Linked DNA regions of Gossypium hirsutum: region 2 is linked to region 1. A link is a contact called in public Hi-C data. All regions are on one chromosome and are shown on one strand. Each heading gives the region's core, a stretch centred on a gene start, on an enhancer-like site or on the middle of the called end of the contact. The rest is flanking DNA. Distances are from core to core; before and after follow the strand shown.

Evidence for each region. A called contact is a pair of places that touch in the nucleus more often than the background predicts.
Region 2: a Hi-C map of leaf shows a contact between it and region 1, with 2.7 times the contacts expected there. The contact joins the promoter of LOC107913893 here to the promoter of LOC107913831 in region 1. A contact is called at or near these places in 2 of 34 Hi-C or Micro-C datasets (leaf and seedling).

The regions. Positions count from the first base shown.
Region 1 is chrD08:13,072,628-13,078,862 of Gossypium_hirsutum_v2.1, reverse strand. LOC107913831 (60S ribosomal protein L18-2) reads right to left here and starts at 3,394. Exons shown (of 5, transcript XM_016842480.2): 1 at 3,190-3,394; 2 at 3,008-3,097; 3 at 2,785-2,913; 4 at 2,499-2,681; 5 at 1,362-1,748. The coding sequence starts at 3,192. The coding sequence ends at 1,590. It overlaps LOC107913820 (epoxide hydrolase A), which reads left to right. Exons shown (of 3, transcript XM_016842469.2): 2 at 572-810; 3 at 944-1,350. The coding sequence ends at 1,190.
Region 2 is chrD08:13,620,387-13,626,621 of Gossypium_hirsutum_v2.1, reverse strand. It overlaps LOC107913893 (G-type lectin S-receptor-like serine/threonine-protein kinase RLK1), which reads right to left and starts at 3,406. Exons shown (of 1, transcript XM_016842563.2): 1 at 553-3,406. The coding sequence starts at 3,135. The coding sequence ends at 712.

The DNA.
Region 1 (6,235 bases), core at 2,145-4,644:
TCTCGAGTTCAAATCTTAACAATATCCGGTGAATCTCGTTCATCATTCCTCCGACTTATATGTTAGGGGACTTGTTGAAACTTTTTTAATAACAAGTAGACATAGAGGTTGTCTAAGGATTGAACCCATGACTGGTTCACCGAGACTTGAACACAGATTCTTTGTCACTCCATCAATGCTTCATTCGACGGGGACTTGTTGCAACTTAAATATGATAGTTGGGTCTTTGTCTTAGCCTAAGCTTTTGGGAGCATTGATAACAAATTCTAGTGTCTTGTTATCTCATCTACTAATATATAAATAGACAAACTTCTGCCTTCTCCTATCCCTTTTCTGAGCTTTTATGATGAACAATTATTTCCCACAAATGGTTGGTGTGATTAATGAATGTAGCTATAGACTATACCGAACTCTGTTTGATCCAAAAATAAGATGATAGTGAAAGGAAGTTTGCATGATTGAGACCACCTTTAGTATACAATTTTTTCTTGTTACAGCAAATGGAATTGCTGTCATCTTCTTCCCCTTTCCTAACCTTCTATTCAATATGATTTTCATAAATATGCTGTAGGTACCAGGGGAGGCTGAAGCACATTTCGCGCAGATGGATACTGCCAAAGTTATGAAGAAATTTCTTACAACTCGAGATCCAAATCCTCCTTGTATACCTAAAGAAACCGGGTTGAAAGCATTACCTGATCCTCCAGCCTTACCCTCTTGGCTGTCCGAAGATGAAATCAATTACTTTGCCACCAAATTTAATCAGAAGGGATTCACTGGAGGACTCAACTATTATCGAGCTATGAATCTGTACGTGCAGGCTGTGATTGTTCAACTCTCATTTCCATTTCATTTTTCTGCCTAATTAAGTTCCACTTCTTTGTTTTTTCAATAATCTATCATTGAAGGTAGCCAAGATGATCTGATATGTTCTTGTTTGCAGAAACTGGGAACTGATGGCATCATGGACTGGATTACAAATCCAAGTACCGGTTAAGTTCATCGTGGGCGACCTGGACATTACCTACCACATCCCTGGTGTTAAGGAATACTTACAAAATGGTGGGTTCAAGAAAAATGTGCCTTTTTTGCAGGAACTAGTTGTCATGGAAGGAGTAGCCCATTTTATCAACCAAGAAAAACCTCAGGAGATTAGCATGCACATTTATGACTTCATTAAGAAATTCTAGGTTCTTGCCCTTCTCTTGTTTTCAACTCTTCCCTTGAAGCTTGTGACCCAATAATAAGGCCAGTTTTATACCATTGCAAGGCCATTTGCTTGGCTCTATTTAATGCTTTCCCTGTTTTATTTGAACTACTGGAATTAATATTTTTGCAGTGCTTTGTGTACGGTTATCAGCTTATGGAACTCAATGCTGTTCTGATTTATATATAAGAAATACAGACATCCAACAACGTTCTTCAATCACTCTAAAATCCTTTTCATTAAACAAATTATAAAAGATTCCAAATTACAATCATGGAAAAGAAAAAGAACAGGAAAGGTGGAAAGCACAAAAAGCAAAACTGAGCATTCCCATTATCATGATAGGTTGATAAGTTTTTTTTTTTCCAGGGCAATTGGAATCTCAAACCCTGAAGCCTTTGCTGTTCCTTCTTCCTCTAGCCCTCTCAAATTTCCTTCCTTTTGACCGCACATAGGGCTTGGTGTGGCTGTGTGGCACACCAGGAGCAGGTCCGAAGTGCTTCACAGCCTCACGAGCATTCTTTGGACCTCGGAGGAGAACCTGCATATTTTCAACGTAGAATTTAAGTCAATTTCACCATTGCAGTATGTAGATCAGTAATTGATAGCAATTCTTTTTGTCAAAACTGCAAATGAAACTTGTAGATCAGTAATTGATAGCAATTCTTTTTGTCAAAACTTCAAATGAAACTTGTTAAATCAATAGAGAAACAGGGAAATGATATGAAAGACATAATTCAAAGAGTATAATCTTTTGAAATGAAAGTAATTCACAAAGGTGGATTGCACAAAATAAGATATAATTTACTTTGTTAAGGCGAACCCACACCTGCACTTTAGAACTGCCATAATCATAGAGTGAAATACTCAATTGACCACTGCAGGAAGACAGAAGGAGAAACACTTTTATCTATACAACACAGAAGCCAAAAACTCAAAACATAGGATAGCTTTGGATGGGCGATTGAGTGCGGTGCGGTGCGTTTAGCTTACTTTTTGTCTCACGCTACAGTATCGCTACAGTATCTAATCTCACCGCTACCGCTATTTTTATACTAACCCACCCTTAATATGATTTCATCTATTAGAACTTCGCCCATTCATACAATTCAAACCAAGTTTTGTCATCAATCCTTCCTACCAAAAAATGAATAATATATGACATTCCAAAGCTAGCAAAAACAAGTCAGCAATTCCAACCAACAACCAGATAATTTCAGTTTCGAAATGACAAGTAAACAACTGCAGAATCCAGGCAACTGAAGTAAAAGATTTGTATGATAAAGCATACCGTGTTCTGTCCAAGAGGTGCTCGAAGAGCAAGTTGGTCAAATGTTAAACATTCCCCACCAGCCTTGTCAATTCTCGCCCTCGCTGTCTCAGTGAACCTTAGTGCAGTAACCTTCAGAGCGGGAACTTCATATACACGAATGTCATCGGTGACAGTTCCAACTACCACTGCAATCTTATCCTCCTACTCGATCAAACCAATAATAAGATCAATCACTCATCACACAATAATTTAAATAAAAAATTGGAAAAACCTTAGAAACAAATTCAAAAGAAAAATGAGTTACCTTGCCCTTCATGAATTCAATCAATCTGGATAGAGAGAGAGGAGGCTTGTTCACTTTGCTCATAAAAAGACGCTTCAAAATCACAGCATTGAATTTGCTGCCAGTCCTTCTTACCAGAAATCGGTAAAGCTGGTAATGGATGCAAACACATTTAAAAACATTCAAATTTCCTTCATTAAACCAAAAAAAAAGCACAATGAAATGACTGGAACAGAGCAGGAACCTTGACGATGAGTTTGAGGTAGATATCATCGGACTTGGGAGCAGTTCTCTTCGTCTTCTTGCTCTTGCCACCGGCGACCAAGTCGATACCCTGAAATTGCAATGAAAAGAGAAAGGTTCAAAAAAATATTAGAAAAATAAAGAAATGGCTTTGAGTGAGGGTTTGGGAGAGGAAAGAGATACCATGGCCGGTGAAGCTGATACGAGGGGGAAGGCAGTGCCGAGCGAGGGAAAATGGCCTTAATAGCAACTTAGTATGAGAGACCTAGGGTTTTAGAAATCATTCCTATTGAGATCCATTAATTCCAATGTCACCAGATTCTTTAATCCATTGATTTGATGAGTCCGGCTGCAGTTCTGACCTTATTGGGGCCAGAAACGGATGAAGAAATTTGAATTTGAAGTTCAAAAGCCCATGTTAAGTTCTCTAGCCCAAAGCATTGTTTGGCTAATATATACTATACCGCTTGCTTATTAATTGAATGGATCTGTCACTTAGGAAAAGATTCTGTGTAGAGTTTGCTTTGAGGAACAAATTAGTGTAGTCCAGCTTCTTTGTAAGCGTCATGTTCTCTGCAGGTATTTGCATCTACCCTTGTAATATTGTGTTATGTGCCTTAGCGTAGGATGTAGTCATATGTCTAGACGAGAAAGAGTTATTGCTTCGACCTATGATTACTCAAAAGGTAAATCCGTCCTTGACTAAACCCCCTCCTAAAATAACGCTTGTGGTAAAAATAAATTGCTTACTCTTTATTTCATATTGGCAGCCTTTTTATAAGATGTTAATAACAAAGGAAAGAGTCGAAATAAAATTCCTAATTTAGAGTTTATAAGGGAAATAAAAAAAACCCTAATATAATAGAGAGAATAAGTAAAACTAAAAATCTTAATAATCTGATATAATAATGAAATTAAATAAATCTAAAACTCTAATTTTTGTCGTTCCTTTTTTCTATTCCTTCTTTGATATTATTTCCCAATAAAAACATCTATATCATTACTCCCCCTATCGGAATTGAGCTTGTCCTCAAGCTCAAATTCAGGATAAGCTTCATGAAAACAATCAAATGGTTCTCAGGTGGTATCTTCTTGAGGACAACCTGCCCATTGCACTAATAGTTCCCGTCGACCTCGATTTAGCCTGCTACGACTAATAACTTGTGGAATAGGCAAGGCCTTGCCATCATACACTAAGGGCAAGTCTCCCACTACATCTGGTTGAGGTCCCTTGTATTCTTTAAGGAAAGAAACATGGAATACATCATGTATTTTGTTACCTGTAGGTAATTCAAATTGATAGGCCACTATTGCTATTTTGTTCAAGACCTTCAAAGGACCAAAATACTCTGGCAGCAGCTTGTGATGCTTCTGTTTAGTTATCGTGAATTACCGATATTGCTGAAGTCGTAACCAAACTCAATCTCCGACTTCAAAGTTCAACTCTCAGTGCCCCAAATCATAAGTGTTCTTTATTCGTTGTTGAGCTTGCAATAGTCTATTCCAAGCATTTTTGTGAAAGTGCATCCTTATCTTGTAGGGTCTTATCCACAACTTCAATCTTTGTAGAACCAACTAAATAAGAGAGAAGTCGAGGTGGATCCCCACCGTATACTAATTGGAAAGGGGTGGCCCTTATGGTACTGTGATAAGAGGTGTTGTAGCAATACTCAGCCCATGGAACCCAATTGACTTACTATCCTAGACGATCATTAGAGAGGCATTGCAGGTACATTTCTATTGTTCGATTAACTACCTCTAACTGGCCATTAGATTAAGGATGGCATGCTGAAGAAAAAGCGAGCTTAGAACCACTCTGACGAAATAATTCCTTCTAAAACAAGCTGAGGAAAACTTTATCACGATCCAAAACTATGGATTCCAACAAGCCATAAAGTCGGAATACCTTTGCGAAGAAGACAGTAGCAACAGATATAATAGTAAACGGATGGGCCAAGGGTAAAAAATGAGCATATTTTGATAGTCTATCCACAACCACCATAAGTACTGATTTCCCTTTTAACTTTTTCTAGACCTTCTACAATCTATAGAGATATCAACCCAAATTTGTTGAGGAATTGGAAGAAGCTGAAGTAAACCTGCGTGTTGTAAATTTTCCCATTTGTGGCATTGGCATAATAAACAATTTTGTAAAAATTCTGAGGTTACAAGCTTCATTCCTTTCCAAAAAAAAATCTTGACGAAGACGATGCAATGTTTTCGGTCCCCCTTGTGCCATAACATGTATAGAAGAAATAATAGTGGGAATAATTTTAGGTAGGTAGAAGGTACAACCTCCTTTTGAAGAAAATCAACCCATATTGTGCAACCCAATTTGACCCCAATTCTCATTGTAGAATTCTTTGCTGGAGTTGTAATCATTCTGGAGAAATTCTCGTTTCTTGTCTGATGACCTTAAGAATTTCAACTTGAGGGAAAGAAACAGTCATAAGGTGTGGTAAGTCTTCGTCTTCTCTAGATAAAGCATATGCAGCTCTATTCAACTTTCCTACTTTATATTCCACTCGAAAATCAAACCCCATCAGCATGCTGATCCAATGTTGTTGTGGGGATGTCGTAAGTTGCTAGTCTAACAAGTAATTAAGACTGAAGTGATCAGTACGGATTAGGAAGTGCCTTCCCCAAAGATAGGGTCTCCAATGAGTCACTGCCTTTTCTAAACCAATTAATCCTCGCTCGTAGGCAGCCAAATTAAAGTGTCGATTTGAAATCTTACAACTGATAAAGGCAATGGGGTGTACCTTTTGTTGTAGTACGACTCCAAATTGGCTGTCAAAAGCATCACATTCAACCATAAATTCCTCCTCAAAGTTGGATAATTACAAAATTGAGGCAGCTGAAAGAGAAATTTTTAATTAGGTGAAAGCAACATCAATTTCCTTAGTCCGGTTGAAGGCATTTTTCTTTAAAAAAGATGTTAAGGGTGCATCCACTTGCCCATAATTCTTAATGAATTTTCTGTAATATCCAGCCAACCTTAGAAAGCATCGTAGAGCCTCGATAGATTTAAGAGTTGGCCAATCAATGACATCTTTAATTTTAATGTGATTAGCCTTGACTCCATCACCATAGATGACATGACCAAGATAGGTTACCTTAGACTCTCCAAAGAATCACTTGGATTTCTTTAAGAACAACATGTTATCCCGCTAGAGTTCAAAAACTAGCCTTACATGATGCATAAGTTCAGTCTATGTTTTGCTATAAA
Region 2 (6,235 bases), core at 2,157-4,656, 550 kb before region 1:
GCCAGGTTATATTCCTCATTATTATAAAATTTAAGAAAAAAATTTATTATACAAAAACTAGTTTAGTAAAGAAGGTAATTGATACTTGTTAATTTTATAAATGGTAAAAATAAAGTTTAAAGAATTTGTTATATAACAACCTTAAATGTTATCATAGAAAGTATTTTTTATAGACAACTAAAGGTAAGATATATATCTTGCTACCTCGTTAGTAAACTTTATCCCAGCTGTCAAGAGAGTTATCACTTTTGAATTTTCTTTTTTAACCATATGGTGCAGAATTCTAAGTTCACAGGTGTTTGGTACAACACTAATAAATGCCATAGAAAAATGCTCCATTATCATTATAATCCTAGTAGTCCTGTTTTACTTTTCAAACCTTTGGTATTCTTTGATAAACTGCCGTGTGTTTCCAATGCAAACAAATAATTGATGGGAAAAAATTATTAGGAGGGATAATTATGAATTTTAAATATAAATTATACAATTGCTATACATAATATTTAAAAAATACGTAATACGTTATTTAACATCCAGAAAACGGTCAAAGCGTTTGTAGTCAATCTCATTCATCTTTGCTTGAATTGCTCATTCTCATTTTCATCGTAAGCTTATTCGTCAAATGTTACAGCAAAGCGTTAACTAATTATACAACAGCATACATATACGGAAGAAAAGAGAGGCCTTGTAGTTGCAGGTGAGTATTATGCATCAAATTTGACAACTGTAACTAGTTAATGGAGATGTAAATAGAGGAGCAGGCACCTGAATTATTCCCTCAAGCATCAGCAAAACTTTCTTCATGGTGGGTCTGAGAGAGATGTCTTCTTGAATGCACCAAAGAGCCACCATTACAAACCTCTCCAGCTTCATCTTGTCACTTAAGGCCTCTGCATCAGTGTCGACAAGGGCATCGACAGCGCCTTCCAAAAAGCTGTCCCAAGCCCAATCTGTCAAAATTGCTCTCTCTACTTCACCAACATCCATCGCTACATTTCTTCTACAACAAATGATTTCTAGCAGCAAGACACCAAAGCTATACACATCAACCTTCACACTTACGGGCACGGTCTTGAACCATTCAGGTGCTACATACCCTTTTGTGCCCCTAATATTAGTATTAGTAAAGGATTGATCGGTGCCTAAAAGCTTTGACAGCCCAAAGTCAGAGATCCGAGCTTCATAGTAATCATCAAGAAGTATGTTTTGAGGCTTTATATCACAATGGATTATTTGGGGGCTACACTCCTCGTGCAAGTAATACAGTCCTCTAGCAATTCCCACAGCAATTTGTGTCCTTTGGTTCCAGCTTGGTTTTATATCCCCAAAGAGAAAGCTTGCTAGGGTCCCATTGCTTAAGTACTCGTATACCAGCATTCGATGTTGACTCTCATCACAATATCCCAGCAACTTGACAAGATTCCTATGGTGTGTTTGAGCAATCACACTCACTTCAGTTCTGAATTCCTTGTCTGTGTCTTGAACTACCCTGTCTAACTTCTTAACTGCAACTTTAGTCTGATATTGAGAATCTGCGTCTATTACCCCTTTATAAACGATGCCGAATGATCCCCTTCCCAGCTCCTCCTTGAATCCATTTGTAGCTTCTTCCATCTCCTCATAATTAAAATACCTTAAGCTGCTTTGTATGATAGTTTTGTTTCTCTGATTTCTTGAAATCTTTTTTTGGTACAAGAAAAATGATCCCATACATAATATCCCAACAAGTAGGAAGTTGACAAACACAGAGCTACCTAAGAGCACTGAAATCAGAATTATCAGCGAATTCTGGTTCCCCTTTTTGTCTGGCATCGTCGGAGGGGTTTTATGGGCAATTTCATCTTTTGTTACTTTGAGAAAGGAGATGGAAGTCACTTGCGTATCCTGTCTCCCATATGGAAGTGGCAGTGACTTCTTCCAACAGCCATTCTCATTGTACACAGCCACAATACACAGACAATCCTGCAAACAGTAAGCTTTACAGTCATTTACACTGCAAGGATTAATCCGCTCATAATCGGAAGTCGGCCAATCTGTATTTTGCAGTTCCACTAATTTGTATAAATCTTGTGAGGAATTTTGTGCATCTGCTTCACAACCCTGCATGAAATCTGCTTGGCAGTTGCCGTACTCTTCATTTGCATCGGATAAAGAATAACCTGGTGGGCATTTACATTCTGGCCTTTTGTCGGGTTTAAGTGTGCAGATACTATTGAAGCCACAAGTTCCACTACCCAATTCCGCAAAATTAGTTGTGCAAATATTATCTGGAATGGTCTTAACCACACTCCAGTTTCGACTGCTGCCCGTGGAGTTCTTGGGATAACTAGACAGGGTCAAAACGCCATCAAAATTTAGAGTCGCTCTGTAATAGTAATCTGCAGAAGGAGCTTCATCTCCTAAGCTAAGTGAATGTGTCTGATTGTTTCCTCTCAGTACGTAAAAGGATCCATCTTGATCAAGCCTCACTTGAAAACCAGAATTGGATGAATTTTGTTGATCATAAGTGCCGCTAATGTAGTATGCAACGTAAGCAAAGTTGGACTCCAAATTTATGGAATTGAGCACAGCATTTCCATCTGGAAGTAAACGAAACTGGAATCTACCCTTTGAGAAGTTGTTCTCTTTATGCCGAGACGAAAGCAAACCACCCCTGTCGATTACCTGAGTGGGTAACAGTGTATTAGTAGGGTTGTTGAAGCTCTCCCACAGTGATTCAGAATCACTATAAACTACAAAATTGCCTGTATCATTCATTGTAGCAAACGCAACTTCACCGGTGGCAAAATCAGATCTCCATATCAGTAGACCCTTAGGATCGGTGAGAACTAGTCCTCGATCAGCAGTTAACTCCACCTTGGATCTTCTCGGAGCAGGTTTATCTCCATTTGCATACCAAACAATGGTACGGTTTGGTATTTTATAATACCATATAGCAAGTAGGAATTGATCTTTATTTTCAAGTTGGTGAAATCCCAAGGCGAAATGATTGGAAGGAGAAAGCCATGGGTTTGCATCATCAGTCGCTTCGATGAAGGTGCTAGGGCGGATGTCACTAGCACTACTTTGAGCAGCAACAAGAGGTAGGAGCAGCAATATGTAAGCGGAAAAAAAGGGATGAAAAACTGAAGCCATTGATTAACTTGTAATGAAACAGAGGATTGAGCCGCTCTAGGAAGGAACTCCGATCTGATATTGAAAGATATTCACTCATATAATCTATTCAAGTTCGAGCTTTGGAAAGAAGTGATAAGTTTTTAAAAGATATTCACTCATATAGTCTCTAATTGTACCATAAAAAAAGTGTTGAGCTTGTATGACAGAAGCAGTCAAGCTTGGAAAAGTTTATAACTACTAATTCTCCGTGTTGAATCATTCAACCCTTGAAATTTCTTTCTAGCATCTAAGAACGTATGAGAAAACCAATCAAGATGTTGGTCAAAAATCAATTTACAAAAGCCTACTATTTTCCATCATTGTCATTCAACATTAACTTTTCCCTCATAATACGGCAGAGCTTAGGCCAATAGCTGGAAACCCTTTCACCTTCATGACGTAGCAGATGTTTGAAACTGTGGCGACCAAGATGTAGCTTATTTCCAAAAAAAAAAAAAAAACGCGTTGACATGTACTTTGGAGATGTTTAAAAAAAAAAAATGTGCTTCAAGGAATATTCACTCTCTATTTCTAACTTTTTTTTTCTTAATTTAGTACTTAAAATATAAAATTATTTTATTTTTAGTCTATTTTGTAACCTTCAATAAGTAAGTTTGACTTATGAAAAAATACTATGTGTCATTTTTTAGTCAATAAAAAAAATGTCATGTCACATACAATTAAGTTTATTTAAAATAAAAATATTAAATTTAATTTAAAAATATAAAATTATAATACTAAATATTTAAATATAAAAAAAACTTTTGGCTTTGAATAACCATTGATCGGCATCGGTCGGCTATGTAGCGCTATCAGCACATGTCACGTGTCTTTTTTGTTTAATATTATATATTATATTGATTAAAAATGTAAAAAAATCATTTTTGAGCTTTTTAAAAACTTTATATATATTATATATGATTTTTACATATTTAATCACTATAATATATAATATTTAAAAATTAAAGGCAGGGACACGTGGCGTGTTCTAGTAGCCCCATGTGGTCGATCATCGGTCAATCAATGCCAGTCAATGGTTGGTCAACGTTGATCAATGGTTGGTCAACGTTGATCAACGGTTGATTAAAGTGAAAAACATTTTGTTAATATTTATATTTTATTTTTTATTTTTTAATTTAAATTTAAAAAAACTACAACAAATAGCATATTACATGTCAATGACGACGGTAACATCGATGCATCCGCCACCGATGTATCCATCACCTCCGACAATTCCACCATATTATTTGCAACCGATATATGCGGCATCATACATATACACCGATAATTTCGCAAACACCCCCAGCATCATTGTTTTACCAAGGTAGCTCATCTTTGCAACCATCTGTTCATACAACGGATGACATACAATGGCAACCAAGGATGACACCCCACTCAACCACGGAGGAAGGAGATGAAGATAAACATGACGGTCAAGGTGAAGATGAAGACGAAGAAAATAAGGAGCCAAAATCCCAACTTGTACGAAGAAGAAATCCGAGTTCAACTAATTCATGTACAACTAATGCATTAATATCATGAGCATAATATCAACTAATGCATGCAAAGGTAAATCAAACAAAAAAATGTACTAGCAAAAATATCAGGAGCATAAACATCCTCTCTGGCAAATTTAAATCAATGATACATTACTATCAGAGACTATTGTGGCATATACTTCCATACTTGATATTAATCTTAGTTTAGTCCTAGAACCGACCAAACTCAATATCTGAAACTACTAAATGTAACATCCCACTCCAAACCCGATCATCAAGTTTGAGATATGAGACACCACGTTCCAATTTTGAAGCTACTACACTTTTATTTCAAAATTAAATAAGACAATTTATACAAGATAGTTGAAATTAAATACTTCTAAAGAAATCATTATTCAATTCTAAGTCATAAGTAGGCTTACGAAAGCTCTCTTGATACCCCAACAACAATTGAGCAACTAAAATGTGAAAACTATTAAGACAGAAGGGTGTTGTCGCGACATTGTAGGCAGTAACTTTATGTCATGACTTTAAAAAGGTTGATTGACAACCATGAAGGTAATAATTCAATTTCGTGACTTCAATAAGGGAAACATTGTAACATCGATAATTGTGGGGTTTAGTGTCATGACTACAGCGAAAGCAAGTTGTGACACTAAAGGTAGTGGGCTGATGGTCACGACTTCAAATAGGGGTGTTGTTGCAACTGTGTGGATAGAGGCTTAATTTCACGATACTGAAGGGAGAATGTCGTGACTCTTAGGACATATCTATTGAACTGCTTTATTTGATATATTATTTTGATATAACAAATAAAAATATCTTTAAATTAAAAAAATAACTTTAATGTTCATTGAATCATGCATTAAATGCTATTGGTATCGATACTCGTACAAAAAGTATCGATACTTTTTGTTGCAGGTGAATTTAATGATCTTGTATTTTTCATCCCAATGACTTTATTTATTTTTCAACAACTATAACGGTTGGAAATGAATTAGAGGGTATAAATACCAGGTTCTAAAGGTCCCACAACAACTAAAACGAATACTCAAGCTTAAAGATCAATCAAAACAACCAATGTGCCATATATTTCCATACTTTTCTTTAATACACTTGTAAGCTTTATTTTCATTCATTTTCTCAAGTGTTTTTCATTGTAATTGAGCTTAATTTTGCAAACACTCAAATCTTGTAAGGATTGTTTCTTTGTTTGCTACTTTGCATCTCTGTAAGAAGGTTAGTATATTAAGATTTGAATAGAAATCTTAAGGGAGTTGTAAGGTTAAATATTATCCTCAAAGGTTGATCAAATTAGTGAATTTTGGAAAATCCTTAGTTGTGCAAAGCTAAGGCAGTGGAGTAGGCAATTGGAGCTGAACCACTCTAAATTCTTGTGTTCACTTTTCTATCTTTTCTCTTTAGCTTTCACAATTTTTTTAAAAAAAGCCAATTCACTCCATTTTTGGAAATTTCGGTTTGATCATTTGAGCTAACAATTGGTATTAGAGTTAGCCTCTAAAAGACAATCTAACAACCAAGAGAAGATCCTCGAGAACTTTCGACAATTCAAACCACAC